Regions from separate parts of the Mus musculus genome. Here all the other regions are linked to region 2. A link is a contact called in public HiChIP or PLAC-seq data. All regions are on one chromosome and are shown on one strand. Each heading gives the region's core, a stretch centred on a gene start, on an enhancer-like site or on the middle of the called end of the contact. The rest is flanking DNA. Distances are from core to core; before and after follow the strand shown. Region 1 has its middle 21 kb from the start of Gm40109. Region 2 holds the start of Trim45 (tripartite motif-containing 45). Region 3 overlaps Igsf3 (immunoglobulin superfamily, member 3).

Region 1 (4,814 bases), core at 707-3,206, 560 kb before region 2:
CCTTTCTGCAAAGTGGATAAAGCTCTCACGTTATGAAGGAGCTTCGTGTTCCTTGCCCTGCCCATGTCTCCTGCCTCTCTCTCTTGTCCCCAGGATATATTTGAAGAACACACATCTTTAAATATTAGGGACCAAGAAGGAAATGAGCCCACGGCCACAGAGCAGAGCAGGCCTTGTTGGGAACTGCAGGGAGATGCCCACTGTATTAGACACTTCTCTCACCCACTGTATTAGACACTTCTCTCACTGCTGCGATCAAATGCCTGACCAAGACAACTTAAGGGAGGAAGAGTTTAGTTTCACTCACAGTTCAGAGGGATACAGTCCATCTTGGTGGCTGAGATGGCAGCAGGAGCGAGAGGCCAGCTGGTTACGCTACACCCACAATCAAGAAGCAGAGAGGGAGGAATTCTTTTTTTTTTTTGGTTTTTTGAGACAGGGTTTCTTTTTATAGCCCTGGCTGTCCTAGAACTCACTCTGTAGACCAGGCTGGCCTCGAACTCAGAAATCCACCTGCCTCTGCCTCCTGAGTGCTGAGATTAAAGGTGTACGCCACCATGCCTGGCTTGGAATTCTTGTGCCCAGTTAGATTTCTACTTTATTGTTCAGCCAGGATGCCACCCCATGGAATAGTACTGCCCATGTTTAGGTTGTTTCTTCCCTCCTCAGTGAACCTACTACAGGAAATCCCTCATAGGCACGCTCAGAGGCTTGTCTCTTGAGTGAGTTCAGAACCCGTCCAGTTGATAACAATTGCTATTAACCACCACACTCGTCTAAACACAAGTAATAAGACATGTTTAGCCCTGGGGAAGTGGGGGTCAAATCCAACGCGGAAGGCAGAGAGCCTCCTCTGTGCCCTGTGAACATGCCAGGACTGCGCCCTCTGCAGGGCTCTGCTGGGAATGTCCATCCATCTCTTAAACTTTCCAGTTCCCTGCAGTCATCAGGAAGCCCTTCTCTGCTTCCCTAGCCCTCCCCACTGGCTTCTATGTTGTTCTCTGTGGGCTTCGCACTGCTCTTTCCTGGAATGTTAGCTGTCCTCCCCAAAGGCAGCCCCACAAGTTGGACTGTTGTTGTTGGACTTTGGGCTGTTAGATCCCAAGTGTCTGTAAGAGTACCTGACACAGGGTGGGCCCCCTGTGTGTACTGGGCAAAGGGATAGGTGAGTTCATAGATGGACAAATGAATTGGATTCCTTCATTCCCTCCCTGCAGTACTGGTGCTAACCTGAGCTGCTCAGCAGGTGGGCCTGGGATGAAGGAAACATCTAAACCCCTGTGGATGTTTCTCTCATAGATAAGGTCTCATGTTGCCCAGACTTGCCTCAAACTCATTTTGTAGGTGAGGGTGACCTTGAATATTTGATCCTCTTGCCTCTACCTCTGGAGTGCTGGGAGAACGGACGTGTGTCACCATGGCCAGTTTCTAAGGTGTTAGGGATGGAACCAAAGCTTTCATGTGTTGTGGGTAGTTACTATCTGAGCTACATCCCCAGACTGAAGTGAGTAATGGTTTAATGCAAGCATTTTCCCAGTAGTGGGGTTGAATTTACAGCTTCACATATGCTAGGCAGGCACTTTTCCACTAAGCCAGATAGATCCACAGCCCTCTGCCTAATGTTTGGCTTTGAGACAAGGTCGCACTAACGTTTCCTGGCTGGCCTTGAACTCACTCTGTAGCCCCGGCAGCTTTTGAATTTCTGATCCTCTTGACTCAGCTTCCTGGGCCGTTGACATTACATGGCCACCCAGCCTGTTGTCTCAAGAATTTTCTCCCTAGGCAGGAACAAGGCAACTCCTTCTTTCTATGATTCTCGTGACAAACCCAAGTTGGATTCCACCAAAGCTGGCCCTGGGGAAACCAAGGGTCAATGGGTTTGGAGATCCTGGGCGGCCTGTGAATGATCTTAAAGCAGCCACACCAGAAGGTCCACACCCAGCATGAATGAGGGCTCCCTGTGGCTGCAGGTGGAGCCCCTTCCTTCAGCCTGGCCCCTCCCCAACCTATTTACTCTAGCCTCTCCTTGAGACCCCAAGGGCATGTGAAATTAGAGCAAAATTAAATAAAAACAGCTGGGAAAGGTGGCTGGAAGCTCAAGTAAGAGTCCACAGACACTTCCTAGTCACACTTTCTACGAGGGACCCTCACCGGTCAGCGAGCTGAGCTGTAATGGTCTTTAGCAAACAGACACAGCTGAACTCACCAAGATGGTTGCTGTTTGGTTTGGAGGGTAGGGCTGTACAATACTTGGTCATAATGAACCACTTTTTAAAAGGTCAAAGCAACAGCAATGAAAGATGAAGAACAAAATAAAATTCATTCAGAAAACTTGCAGTGGAGGAAAAGTTAATTAAAGACCATTAAACATCGGCACTTGGTCAAGAGAAGTCCCCAAAGATGGCAATGTTCTTAATTGATTAAGTTAATTAAAACAAGATAAGCAAAGAAGTAGATATTGAAGTTTTTATTAATGACTTTTCTTCCATGGATGCCAAGAAAGTAGTATTTAAATGTATTCTGGTTTTGATTTTTTTAATAAATAAAATATTTAAACTTAAAATAATAAAGAGTTTTAATATACTTACATTTCAATATTTTAAAGCTATGTAACTCTTCTAGAACAATTAACTATTAATAAGAGGCATAGAGACATGCTCATGAGGGCACACATACTTTTCTTCAGCTCCAGGCACCGGGTGCAGTCTGTGCTGGCCAGATGCCAGATCTCAGGAGACATTGGCTCATGAAGTGGTTTAATGAGCTGTTCCTCCCAGAAAGACACCTGTGAAGTGCACCATAATGCTACAGACGTGACACACAACCTGGGGAGAGTTGAGGGGACCCCAGAGGCTAGTGACAGAGACCTTGGGGATTGAGGTGCCTTTCAGCAGTCTCTGCATCCAGCCATGTAGGCCAGCTCCGATGAGCTCTGCCTTCCTCTGGCTTACTTGGTTAAGTGCTCTTGACTGCTCTTTCAGAAGACCAAGGTTTAGTTCCCAGCACACAGGTTGGCTCAAAGCTGCCTCTAACTACAGTTCCAAGGGATCCAACGCCCTCTTCTGGCCTCTGCAGGCACTGCATGCATATGGTGTACTTAATATACATGCAAGCTAAACACTCATACACATAAAAAAATAACCTCTTTTTAAAAATATATTTAGAAATTTGTCCTCCAAAACATTTTACTCCTTGGGTAAAACTTTTTCAATTGTCTTCTCTAACACTGTTTAGTGGAGAGCCAACAGGCGGATACTGCTTACCAAGGGGGCTCTTTGAGCTACTTATAGCTTGTAATATGGAAACAGTACCTTGGGAAATTACTTTCAAGTACTAGTCCTCCCAAATAGCCCCTATTCAAACTGGCAAGCAGAGATCTTTGCCCTGATGGACTGTACGCCATGCACCACCATGCACCAAGCATTCGAAATGTGTCTATCATCTTCAGATGTGTGTGTGTGTGTGTGTGTGTGTGTGTGTGTGTGTGTGTGTGATTGTTGTTGTTGTTATTCTGTTCTAGGGGCAATATCTTACTATGTAGTCTTAGCTGGCCTCAAATTCACCATAAAAACCAGACTGGCCTCAAACTCATAGAAATTCCCCTGCCTCTGCCTCCCGAGTGATAGAATTAAAAGCATATGCCACCATGTCAGTCTAACTAAAATGTAGACTTAAAATATAAAGACAGGGGGCTGGTGAGATGGCTCAGCGGGTAAGAGCACTGACTGCTCTTCCAAAGGTCCTGAGTTCAAATCCCAGCAACCACATGGTGGCTCACAACCATCCATAATGAGATGTGGCACCCTCTTCTGGTGTGTTTAAAGACAGCTACAGTGTACTTACATATAATAATAAATAAATAAGAATATAAAGACAGGATTGTATTAAGTCATCACATGTGGGCACTATATAGAAATGGCATGCTTGAGGAAGCTGAAATCTGGTTCGTGAATCTGATTGTAGGATCCCAAAGGGAAGTGACATGAGTCTTAGATGTCACTCGCTACCTCATGGAGAGTGTACTCTGCAGGGTTTCCTGTGGAGGAGAACTAGTCTGGCAATTTCTCTTTGGTGATGGCTGGTGTGAATCACCTGCCCCTCCCCTTTTCATCCTGATTGATGTCTTCTAAGACCTAGGGGGTTCCTGGTCAGCAGGGAAGGGCAGGCTGAGACCAGGTCACCAGTTGTTCACGATGCATGGCTGCCTCTAGTGCTCCAAGGGGACGGAGATGCTGGGGAAACAGCATCAGCTTACTCACGACACGCTTCAAGTCAGCATCCAACTCCGTACAGCTCCGTCATCCCTGTGCCTTCACCATCCTTCCATCCCAAGGAAGTGCAGCGGGTGGCAGGCAGGAGAGAAGGGGTCCTTGGCAGAGTCTGGCTTCAGGTAGGAAGCAGAGTATGTGTTGAAACAGACCACAGCCACAGGGAGGCATTGGATTCAGTCCCAGGTCACCAGGCTGGGTCCCCAAGCCTACAAAGGACTCCGAGACTCAAAGCACCAACGACGCTCTGTGCTCTGCGGAGGGACCTGGCAACTCCAGACAACAAAGAAGACAAAAAAAGCTTTTGTTTCTTTTCAACTGCCTAAACCGTCAAACTTTAAATTCTTCTTTGAGACGTTTATTTCCCAGCCTTTGAAAAGTCAAGTTTAAGTTTGAAATTAATTTTCTTAAGAAGCGTTTGCACCTTTTAAAAACAGAAAAACCCTGGTTACAACGACAAGTAACAGAGCAGTTGTAAACAGCGGCCTGTGCCCTGAGTACACAGTGCAAGGAAAGAAATGGAACTAGCCTGGCTCATCAGAATAG
Region 2 (4,739 bases), core at 272-2,771:
CAAGCTATTCCGTGACTGTGATAAAAGGCAAAACACCCCAATTACCAGCCTGCTGTCCAGGTCAGAGGTCTGAGTTAAGGCACAGTCAATGGACACCTACACTGAGGTGACCTGTTTAGTAAAAAGAGCAAAGAAGAAGGAACTAGGTCTGAACTGAGGATTCGGTTCAGTTACATGATTACCAGCTGTGGGACTTGGGCGAAACACAAACCACTGCTGGGCTTCCATCTCCTCATTTACTAAAGAGGGGTGAAGTAGCACCCACCTTTCGGTAAGAGTTACAATGATCAGATGAGATCAAGCGCAGGGTGTATGCTAGCACAGTAATCCTCTCTCCAGCACACGGTCCGTTTTCAATAGATTAAACAATTGGTGATAGAAGAAAACTCAAGGTGCTCTATAAACCGAAACCTGCCCTGCTTTTGTTACTACAGCTATCAGGTCAGCGGTGCTAACCTCCGTTCTAGAGCTTGCGATCTGTTTGCACAGTGTTCTTTGCACTTTGACAGTGTCTGCGAAAGCCTTCTTTTTGACCTGCTCACCAAAGGGATCTGTGTCTTGCTTTCTTTGCACTCTACTCTTACGCCACAATAAACGGGGTACTCCCTCTTTACCTATGAGCCTGGCAGCAGAAGTGGCAGAGATTGGCTTTGCAGGTCTGACACCTCTTCTCTACTTCTCTGTCGCTGCACAGGTCACACACCAGGCCCTGGCCTTCCCCACGCAGGTTCTCCAGCAGCACATCATTCATGGCCAGGTGGTCTACCGTTAAAGCCTTCACTCCACCCAAGGGCAGGTCCACTTGAGCATCACATACCGGACAGAGGATGCCGATCTGTGGCTGCAGGCTACATAACTCGGGGTCCTGGAATACTGACCCCTCAGAGCTTGTATCTGAGTCACCCCCACGGATGTCCACTACTGAGAATGGATCCAGCTTTTCCAGACACGTGGTGCACACTGTGTGCAAGCAAGGCAAGAGCCTGGGGACTTTGAAAAGCCTCAGACATGTAGGACAATGAGTCTTGCCTGAGCTTCCAGACGCGTTCGCATCTTGGAGTTTGTGCACGAAACCCAGAAGCGGCTTCCTGATTTCTGACATCTTCCCCACGTATGTACCCAGTATCACAAAAGGCCCTGCGCAGTCCTCTAATGCAGGTTAGATTTACTCAAAGACAGAGTTCCAAGATCTTGAACACTGACCATGAGGACTCTCGTGTTGCCAAGTAAAAGGACAACCAGAAAGAGAACGCCTCTGAGGAACCATCCACAGATCTCCGGATTTGTGGTTTGGCCCTTCCTTTCCACTGCATCCCACACCAGTCACAGCCACACCCTCCTGGATCACCCACATCGTCCTCCTCGCAAGCGCTTCTAGAGCTAGTCCCCAGCTAATTCTGCCACCACCACCCTGACCCCAGCATTTCTTGTCCTCCAAGGTCACCCTCCCTCCCGCCCCCACCACGCCACAAGCGCGCCCTCCGGGCGATGAGGTAGTGGGTCCTCGGGCTCTCCCAGAGTGAGGGGCCAGGGGCAGCCGCCTCTCTGGTTTGCCTAGGAGGCCCTAGAGCCGTCGCCCCGCCTCACACCAATCCCAGACCAGGATTCTCCGAAGAATCCAATCACCGTCCGAAAGGGGCGGGCCTCGCAGTTCGGAGCCATGTCGTCCTCCAGAGTGACATCACTGTCATCCAATAAGTTCAGCAAGGTCCACATCCTCGCCGGCCACTCGCGCGGCGAAAGGAGAGGGAGCAAGGGAGGGCCTCGTGCAGAACCGGGAGGAGGAGTCTGGGAGTGAGCGGCGTAATGTGGTTGGCGTCACGAATGTGAGCTCCTGCCGCCGGAGAGGCCTCTGGATCGTTGAAAAGCCTGCGCTGAGGCTCCACCCCAAACTCAGATAGGGTTCTCCCATTGGTGCGTGGTACTGTCAGTCGGCCGAGGTGTAGCCCGAAGCATTCTGGAAGTTGTAGGCAGGCTCTCGGTTGCAGAGGCTATAGCGAATCAGCGGCCACCGGGTCAGTTTCCTTTCTGGGTTTTCCAAGTATTTTTTCTGCCCTGGAATCTCTTACGTACAGCGTGCTCGGAACCAGAACCCTCTCAGCTGGCTAGCTTCTGGCATTTTCCAGGGCAAGGGTACCTCCGTGTCTGGTTCCAGAACTAAACTTAACTGAAAAGTTTAGAACTGCTGCTCCGCGGAGCTCCACTGAGTTTCCCGGGTGGAAGCTGCTTTGAATCATTCAAGACCAAGACCGGAGAGACACACCTCACCAGAATTCTACAGTAACAGAAGTTGTCAGGGTTGCGGGGGGTGGCCTACAGAGCAAGTTTGGCATTTGTTTTTACAATCAAGGGGAGCTCCTGGTTGGTCACAATGGGGCAGTGGAGGATGTCACTGGGACAAGTCCCTTGTAGGTCCGACTAGTTAAAAAGTTGGGCACACCTGGTCCCTGAGCATAATTATTTCTTTGACGCCTTAAAGAATTTGCCAAGAGTCTCAGATTCATTCATTTGGAGACTGTTTCCTACACATGGGGTCTAAGGCACTGACTGATCTCTGAATCCAAAAATTGTAATAGCATGGCTCCGTAGTTGCTATCTGTTCCCATTCTTCAGATGCGTAAGCCTCTGTCTATCTCACTGTTTTCCTTTACAGTCTTCCATATATGATTTCAACCCATGCATCACTGTTTCAGGGACCTCTTTATTAGAGATGTCATAGTATAGGCATAGCTGTCGAAGCCTATGCTTTTACGAAGTATGGGCCTTCGGTGGAAAGAGCCCCAAACTATGAAAAGATGAAATTAAAAGAAAAAAAAAGAATTATCTGACTCTTCGTAAAATATGTTAAAGTAGAGATGTAGCTCACTGATCCAGTATTTGCTTAGTATGTTGAGACTCTGGGTTCTGTCTGTGGTACACGTGTGAACACAGACACCACACACACACACACACACACACACACACACACACACACACACACACAGGTCTGATTTGGTCTTTATTGTGAGGGTCTCGAGAGCTGGTTCTAACTTTAGCATAAGTAAAAACGTTATCTGCTAATGAATGGCTCAAAAGCCATTTTTACATAACAGTCACATGACCTCCCAGTGTAAGGAGTCGGCAAAGGTCTTAAAAGTGAAAGTGGTCCTTACCCAGACTTCTCCAGCCTTTCTCTCCTGCGCTGCCCTGGCCGAGTCCCCTCGCTTCACCGCAGTATGCTGAAGCAAATTCCAAAAGCGGTGTGGACTTGGCTTTGCTATATAGTGTTGCTCTGAACCTGCCCTCCTCTGTGCTTAGCCATGCTTTGTCTTATCTCTTATTCATGCCATATATTATATTTCCCATAGGGTGTATTCTGACTTCTCTGTTGGAGGAGTGCTGTATAATTTATATGCATTATCTCATTTAATCTCCCAACAGCTTATAATAGAGCTGCCTGGGAGGGGTCGAGTGGTCAACCCAAGCTAGCATCTGGGATGGGAACAACAGTCTTAAGATGTCATGCCTAAGATTCTGCCCAGTCCCCTCTGTCCTTCCCTTTCTCAGCTTCTTGCACATCAAATCCCTACCTGCCTTCCATGGAGAGAGAAGATGGGGCTATCTGGAGAACATCTTTCCGTTCTACTTAAAAGTCTATGCATCTTCTCTCCTTTCTCACGCCATTGATTGCTGGTTTTCTCCCAACCTCTTCTGCCTCTCCTTATTTTGCTAACACTTTTCAGTGAGTCCTTTACACATTCTTTCTCCCGAGGACTGTGATGAAGTCCTGAAAGAAAACTCACCCTCCCTTGATCCAGTTCCCCTCAACTTAATTAGCGCTGGTGGCTCTCACCACTGTGGTTCTTAAACTTTGTGCTAGTCTCATCACCGATGTTTTGTTCTTTCTCTTTGGTGTGTAGAGAATGAGTGACAACATTCCTGGACTTTTCTCAGTACTCAGCCACGTTAGTGTTTGCCCTTGCTGTGTCCCAGGGTGGTTTCGTGGCTCCTTTGTTGGCCCCCACTGTATTTCCTCTTAAAGAGCTGAGTCCCCAATTTATATTTCCAGTTCTGACTAACCCCTCCCCAGAGCTTTTGTCATAAATGTCTGTTATAGCTCTGCTCCAGGACGTTGCCTTCGCCTAACCCCATCTTCAGTGACTCGAGGCTTCTCTCTTCATTGCATTCTGTGCTCTTAGTCTTCTGGTTTCACTCTCCCAAGGGGAAGCTCACTCTCCCAACCTGAGATCTTATCATCTTCTTGGCTTCCTTTCTTGTTTTCCACATCCAGGCAGGCATCAGTTTCTTTCCATCCGCATTGCCAACACCTTAGTGCATAGAAATTTTAAGATGGTACAAGACCTTATCACTCTCTCAAGTACCACAATAGTCTCTGGATTATGGTTGACTTCCTTTTGTGAAATAGCTAATTTGATCTTCCAGGTTAATTGTAAAACCACATTAAGCCTTCATTCTAAAACGTTTCCCTTACAGACATATAAACCCGGACTTTTAGGTAATCCCTGAAGTTTGACAAGCACCTTTCTTGCTCTTTGTCAGTTTGTCCTGCCTTTATTTTTAAAACTTCTCCTTCTTTCTGTGGCAGGAGACCTTTCTGTTACCTCCCCAGAATCTTGCTGTTGTTTCTAAGCTCCAGCTTGTATTCTAATGGCTTCCTTGTGAGTTTGGAGATTTAGCACAGTGATATGATTTGATACTGAGCACCCCTCAAAAAAAAAAAAAACACTAAAGGAAATCAA
Region 3 (4,534 bases), core at 615-3,114, 540 kb before region 2:
AAGGGCTTAATAGGGGTAATCTTACTATACAATACTCTACTTCCCTTTTTAAAATTTAGCTCCTGGTAGAAATAGGGCATTCTGGGTGGAGGGAATCATGCATAACAGGGAACCATTTTGTGGGTACCCAAGAAATAAACAGCCATGTTTTCACCTCATAAGCAAAAATAACACATTTAAGACTTAACGTGGAACCCTTGTGGGCACCTGAGGGATAAGCAGTTGCAGTTTTAACTTGTGGCTAAGCAAGCAAGCAGCTGAAGGTAGGTGATAAGAAGAACGCAGCAAATAGGGCTGGGTGCAGAGGACAGCATAGGGCTGAGCCTTGGGGATGCGGGATGGAAAAGGGAGGTGGAAGGGAGGGAGGGGTAGGGAGGGGAAAGGAAGGGAGGGAAGGAAGAGGGGGGACCTCCTCTACTTTCTGCCTTCTGTCCCCCCTCCTCTGCTTGTCCTATGAACTCCAAAGACCCAACTAAGTGTGGTCACCTCTAGGGCTTGCAATATTCCAATGTTTCTCAGTTGGCATCTGTCAATCACCCACAGTAGTAACTGGTGTCCAAGTCTCACCACCTGGACTGTCCATCTCCTATTCTCATGCCTGTTGTCCACTTCCATTCATGAGCATTAGCGGGGCTTGGGAAGGGCAGTTGGGTCTCGGCAGCAGAGGCCCTGTGAGCTGGAAGGCTATTCTCACTGGTGTCTTCTTACCCCAAATTTCCCACCAAAGGAAAACTAGTCACATAACCCATAGCAAAGCCAGCTTCCCAGTCTGCCTAGCAGGCCCGGGGGGCACCTGTGTCACAGCTCCAGGGCTGCACTCTTAACTGGTAGGTGTAGAGTTGTGATACATTTCAGCATGTGGCAAAAGTGTCTTGAGAAAGTTTTTTTTTATCATTTATACAAAAAAACATAATTTAGGTTGGGTGAGGGCATGCATAGAAAAGCTACAGCGTGTAAAACTTGAATCTGGTACATCAGTGCCAAGAGCAAAACTCCAGGCCACCCACTGAGCACAGTCCCACAGCAGGAGGTGGCTGCTTCAGTGAGGGGTAGGAGGCCATCAGACTCCAGAAAATGTAAACAGCGTATTGTCAACATAATTTACTACAGGTCTCTGCAGTGTATATAAAACGTCTTTGTGCAGTGGCTTACAAATAGCTTCTCCTTTAAAAAAAAAAAAAGAAACAAACCAACAGTTCTCTACTTCATGCACGGATAGTCTTCTTACCCCATCTCTGTCTTCAACATGAACGCAGAGACACCATTGTTGGAAACAAATATGAAGACTTGCTACAGAAACACACCGATGAGAGAGGGTGTGGTCATATAGTGTCCTGGGACAGGCCTAGCACAGTGGAGATGCTCATAAATGTGACACTGGAGAGGACAGATGTCAGGAGTCTCTCTTGAGTACTCTGATCTCGGAGGACAAAAGCCTCAACAGACAATATGCAGTGAAGCCTTCTAGCCACTTGAGGGCGCCATCACCATTTATCCGACAACACATGTCCATAGACCCAGCCACAGAGAGGTCCTGAGGGTTTTGGATTTTTCTTTTTCTTTTCTGTTTTTTTGTTTTTGTTTTGTTTTGTTTTGTTTTCATAGAAAGCTCAGAGTTTAAACTTTGATTGCATACCCCAGCCCTGCAGAAAATACACGCAAAAAACGGTTGTTAAAATACTGACATAGATTTCTTTGCTCCTTGCAAACGTCCTGCGGTTGCTTTGCATATTTACTTGAGTCTTCTGCTGCTACAGAGCTGATCTGAAATCTTAATCCAGGCCAGCCCTCTGGCGTCAATCTTCCCTCATTGACTCAGCCTAAAACTCAGGAGTCAGCAACTACCCACCAAGAGCCCACACCCATGAATCGAAGGAACAGAACAAAAGACATTCTTTCTTCGTGACTGAGCCAATTTGGTCCCTCTGATGTGTTCGTGCAGCAAAAATGAGAATCAGCAGGGCAGGCACAGGAGGATTAAGGTGGCGCTGCCTGGACACTTCTCAGAGAACAAGAGGGCCAGGAAGGATTGTCAGGCTGCATCTTGCCTCCTGCCCTCTCTGCTCAGCACACGGCCCACACCTAGCAGACTCCTCGGAAGGATCCATAACAGCCTGGCCCAATGACCTGGAAGTCCTGCAGCCTTTGTGTTGTCTGTTTATTCTCAGGACAAGGCTTTGCAGAAATCACTCCTTAAATTTACTTCCACAATCCTGGGTACCTTTTGCCAAGGGGCTCTCTCTTGGGACTCAGGATGCAAATTCCCCAGAGAAGATGTGGCCACTGAAGGATGGGGAAGAGAGGGGTCACGAGACCCTCAGAGTGACAAAAGGGAGGATTTACAATTGATGAGGCTCCAGGGCAGCTAAGCATCTGGCTTAACAGAGTGGAGGCAGTGGAGTTCAGATTTGGGGGCTGAAAATTAAAAGCCACCAGTACAACCAAACAACATAAACATACACGCGCGCACGCACACACACACACACACACACTCTAACAAAGGAAAGTGACAGCTCCTGTTCTGAGTTGTCTGCTGAAAGCAGGGGGACAACAAGAATGGCAAAGGGCTGTGCCTGGTCCTATCCGAGGACAATATCTCCATGGCACTGAGATTCGGGAAGAGCTGCGATGGATAAGGATGCCCTCACCGTCTCCGAGGAAAGGCTCACTGGAAGGAAGACAGAGGGAAGCACTCCTCCAACCTCTCAACCAGGCTCTAAGACGCCCTCCCACGCTCCACTCTGCTAAGCTCAGTGTAGCAGCTCAGCACACTCCACTGGGCCTGTGCACAGGGGCCACTTTGGCCATAATGCTCCCTCCACTCAGGGCAGCCCCTTCAGGCTTCACTAGACATGTCCCCTTGAAAATTTGGCAAAGCACCTACAGAAGAAAGCTACCTGCCCAGGGGTAAGTCAAGAGACCAAGCTTGCCAAAGCCAAGCCAACAACCACCCGTCCCCCCCTCATCCCCAGTCATTGCCTTTGATCAGGGCAACCCTCAGAAACTGGGTGCCGCCTGGAGCCCTTGACCCTTCCTTCAGGTTGGCTCGTTTATTATTATTTTTTTTTTTTTCTTTTTTGGCAATGATGGGACTGAGCCTTTTTGCCTCCCTGACGGACTGGTTGGCTGGCCACCATCTGCTCCTAATAGGGTCCTGCAGGGTTTCTTCTGCACATGTGCAGTCAGTCCTTTGAAGCGAAATTCAATGCTTTCATCTTGACTATAAAGTGGTTCCAACAACTCCGGCTGAAGGAAGAGATAAGATACAAATTGGGCCCACGCTACACATATTTTTCAAGTCTTGCTAAGAAAGTAAAAAAAAAAAAAAAAAAAAAAAGAAAAAAAAAGAAAAAATGTTTGGGTATATTTTGATCCACGGGTGGCATTTTCAAATGTGCAAAAACAAAAATGTCTTGGAAGAGAATCCTTGTTACTATGAAGGCGTCTTCCTCTTGCTTATCAGTTGTGAGAGAAACTCTTCCACAACATTATGGGATCCAAAAGGAGAGGACCCAAGGGGCTTAAAAGAGTACATTACACAGCACAGGAAACCCCATAGCACCGATCTGAGAACATGAGTTAGATTGGCGAGTAGATGCGGCACCTGGAGCTACGCACTAAGTTACCAAAACCAAAAACTAGGAACCTAGGATGTTGGCATCATGACACCTGGGTGTGATCAGCTAACCAGGGCTGCCGCCCAGAGGCAACCATCACCTCGACCGGAAGCTTCCAACAAGTTCCAGGTCTGACTGGCTCCTGCAGAGAAACTGCAGAGTTCAGGTGCTGTCGCCTGTCCAATCACAGAGCACGAAGCAATGAGGAAAAGCCCAGAGGGCTCCCCTGACCCGACCCTGCCATGGGCAACGTCTGCTGGGAGTGGGCAGCCTCTTTAGTCAATGGCTCCCGGGTGGATGCTGAGCACCGGAGGCTCCAGGCAAGTCGGGGAGTAGTTCAGGTGAGGCTCCTTGATCCACAACAGGGGCACCCCGTTCTTCCCCTCTGAGTTCTTGCTGGAGTTCCGGCTTTTGAAGCGCACCAGCAGAATGGTGATGATGAGGATGCCAAAGATGGGGAAAGGGTAGAAGAAGACAAAGTAGAAGAGGGCATCGTTGGAGCAGATGAGCGACTGCAGGGTTGAACCTGGAAGGCAGCAAGGAACCATGAGGATGAAGCCTGGACTCTGTGCGCCTGCTCCCTGCTCCTGAGAGCTCTCCTGACCTGATGAAACTACCCCAGACACCCTCCTAGTCCTCCCCTGCCACCTGTGACTGGGAGACTTCTGCCTTGCTCTTTTTCTCATGGCACCCCAACCAATCATCTGACTCCTAAGTTCAGATGATGCAGTGCCCCCATTCCCACTGAGACCCATAACTTAGTCTGCTGGGAAAGCCATACACTGAAGTTGAGCTTATTGATTGTGAACGTGGAGGTGTCTATGGTGGTGAAGAAGCTCACTCCCATTCCTTCTTACCCTCCTACACGGTAAGAGGGTAGCTGACATGTCCTTCTATGCCTACTTCTACTTAGACTT

What was found. HiChIP or PLAC-seq counts read pairs in DNA pulled down with a chosen protein or histone mark.
Region 1: an H3K27ac HiChIP or PLAC-seq map of embryonic stem cells shows a contact between it and region 2, with 5 times the contacts expected there. The contact joins the enhancer-like site here to the promoter of Trim45 in region 2. A contact is called at or near these places in 1 of 484 Hi-C or Micro-C datasets (olfactory sensory neurons), 13 of 115 datasets of contacts at active chromatin or transcription factors (astrocytes, differentiating embryonic stem cells, double positive thymocytes and 8 more) and 1 of 9 other capture datasets (embryonic stem cells).
Region 3: an H3K4me3 HiChIP or PLAC-seq map of forebrain shows a contact between it and region 2, with 6 times the contacts expected there. The contact joins the enhancer-like site here to the promoter of Trim45 in region 2. A contact is called at or near these places in 1 of 39 promoter capture datasets (embryonic stem cells), 1 of 15 datasets of contacts at CTCF or cohesin (pro-B cells), 3 of 484 Hi-C or Micro-C datasets (cortical neurons, embryonic stem cells and olfactory sensory neurons), 12 of 115 datasets of contacts at active chromatin or transcription factors (the NIH/3T3 cell line, astrocytes, differentiating embryonic stem cells and 8 more) and 1 of 9 other capture datasets (embryonic stem cells).

The regions. Positions count from the first base shown.
Region 1 is chr3:101,484,488-101,489,301 of GRCm38.p6, reverse strand. No RefSeq gene overlaps it. Among named protein-coding and RNA genes, the nearest start is that of Gm40109, 21 kb to the left of the region's middle. Within about 2 kb of position 1,956, at least 7 of the 459 cell types and tissues checked have an H3K27ac peak or open chromatin away from gene starts, as enhancers often do. A contact at or near this core is called in embryonic stem cells, where this site is marked.
Region 2 is chr3:100,919,275-100,924,013 of GRCm38.p6, reverse strand. It overlaps Trim45 (tripartite motif-containing 45), which reads right to left and starts at 1,521. Exons shown (of 6, transcript NM_194343.2): 1 at 615-1,521. The coding sequence starts at 1,102.
Region 3 is chr3:101,459,396-101,463,929 of GRCm38.p6, reverse strand. Igsf3 (immunoglobulin superfamily, member 3) reads right to left here. Exons shown (of 11, transcript NM_207205.2): 11 at 870-4,143. The coding sequence ends at 3,893. Among named protein-coding and RNA genes, the nearest start is that of Gm40109, 46 kb to the left of the region's middle. Within about 2 kb of position 1,864, at least 65 of the 459 cell types and tissues checked have an H3K27ac peak or open chromatin away from gene starts, as enhancers often do. A contact at or near this core is called in astrocytes, cortical neurons and forebrain, where this site is marked.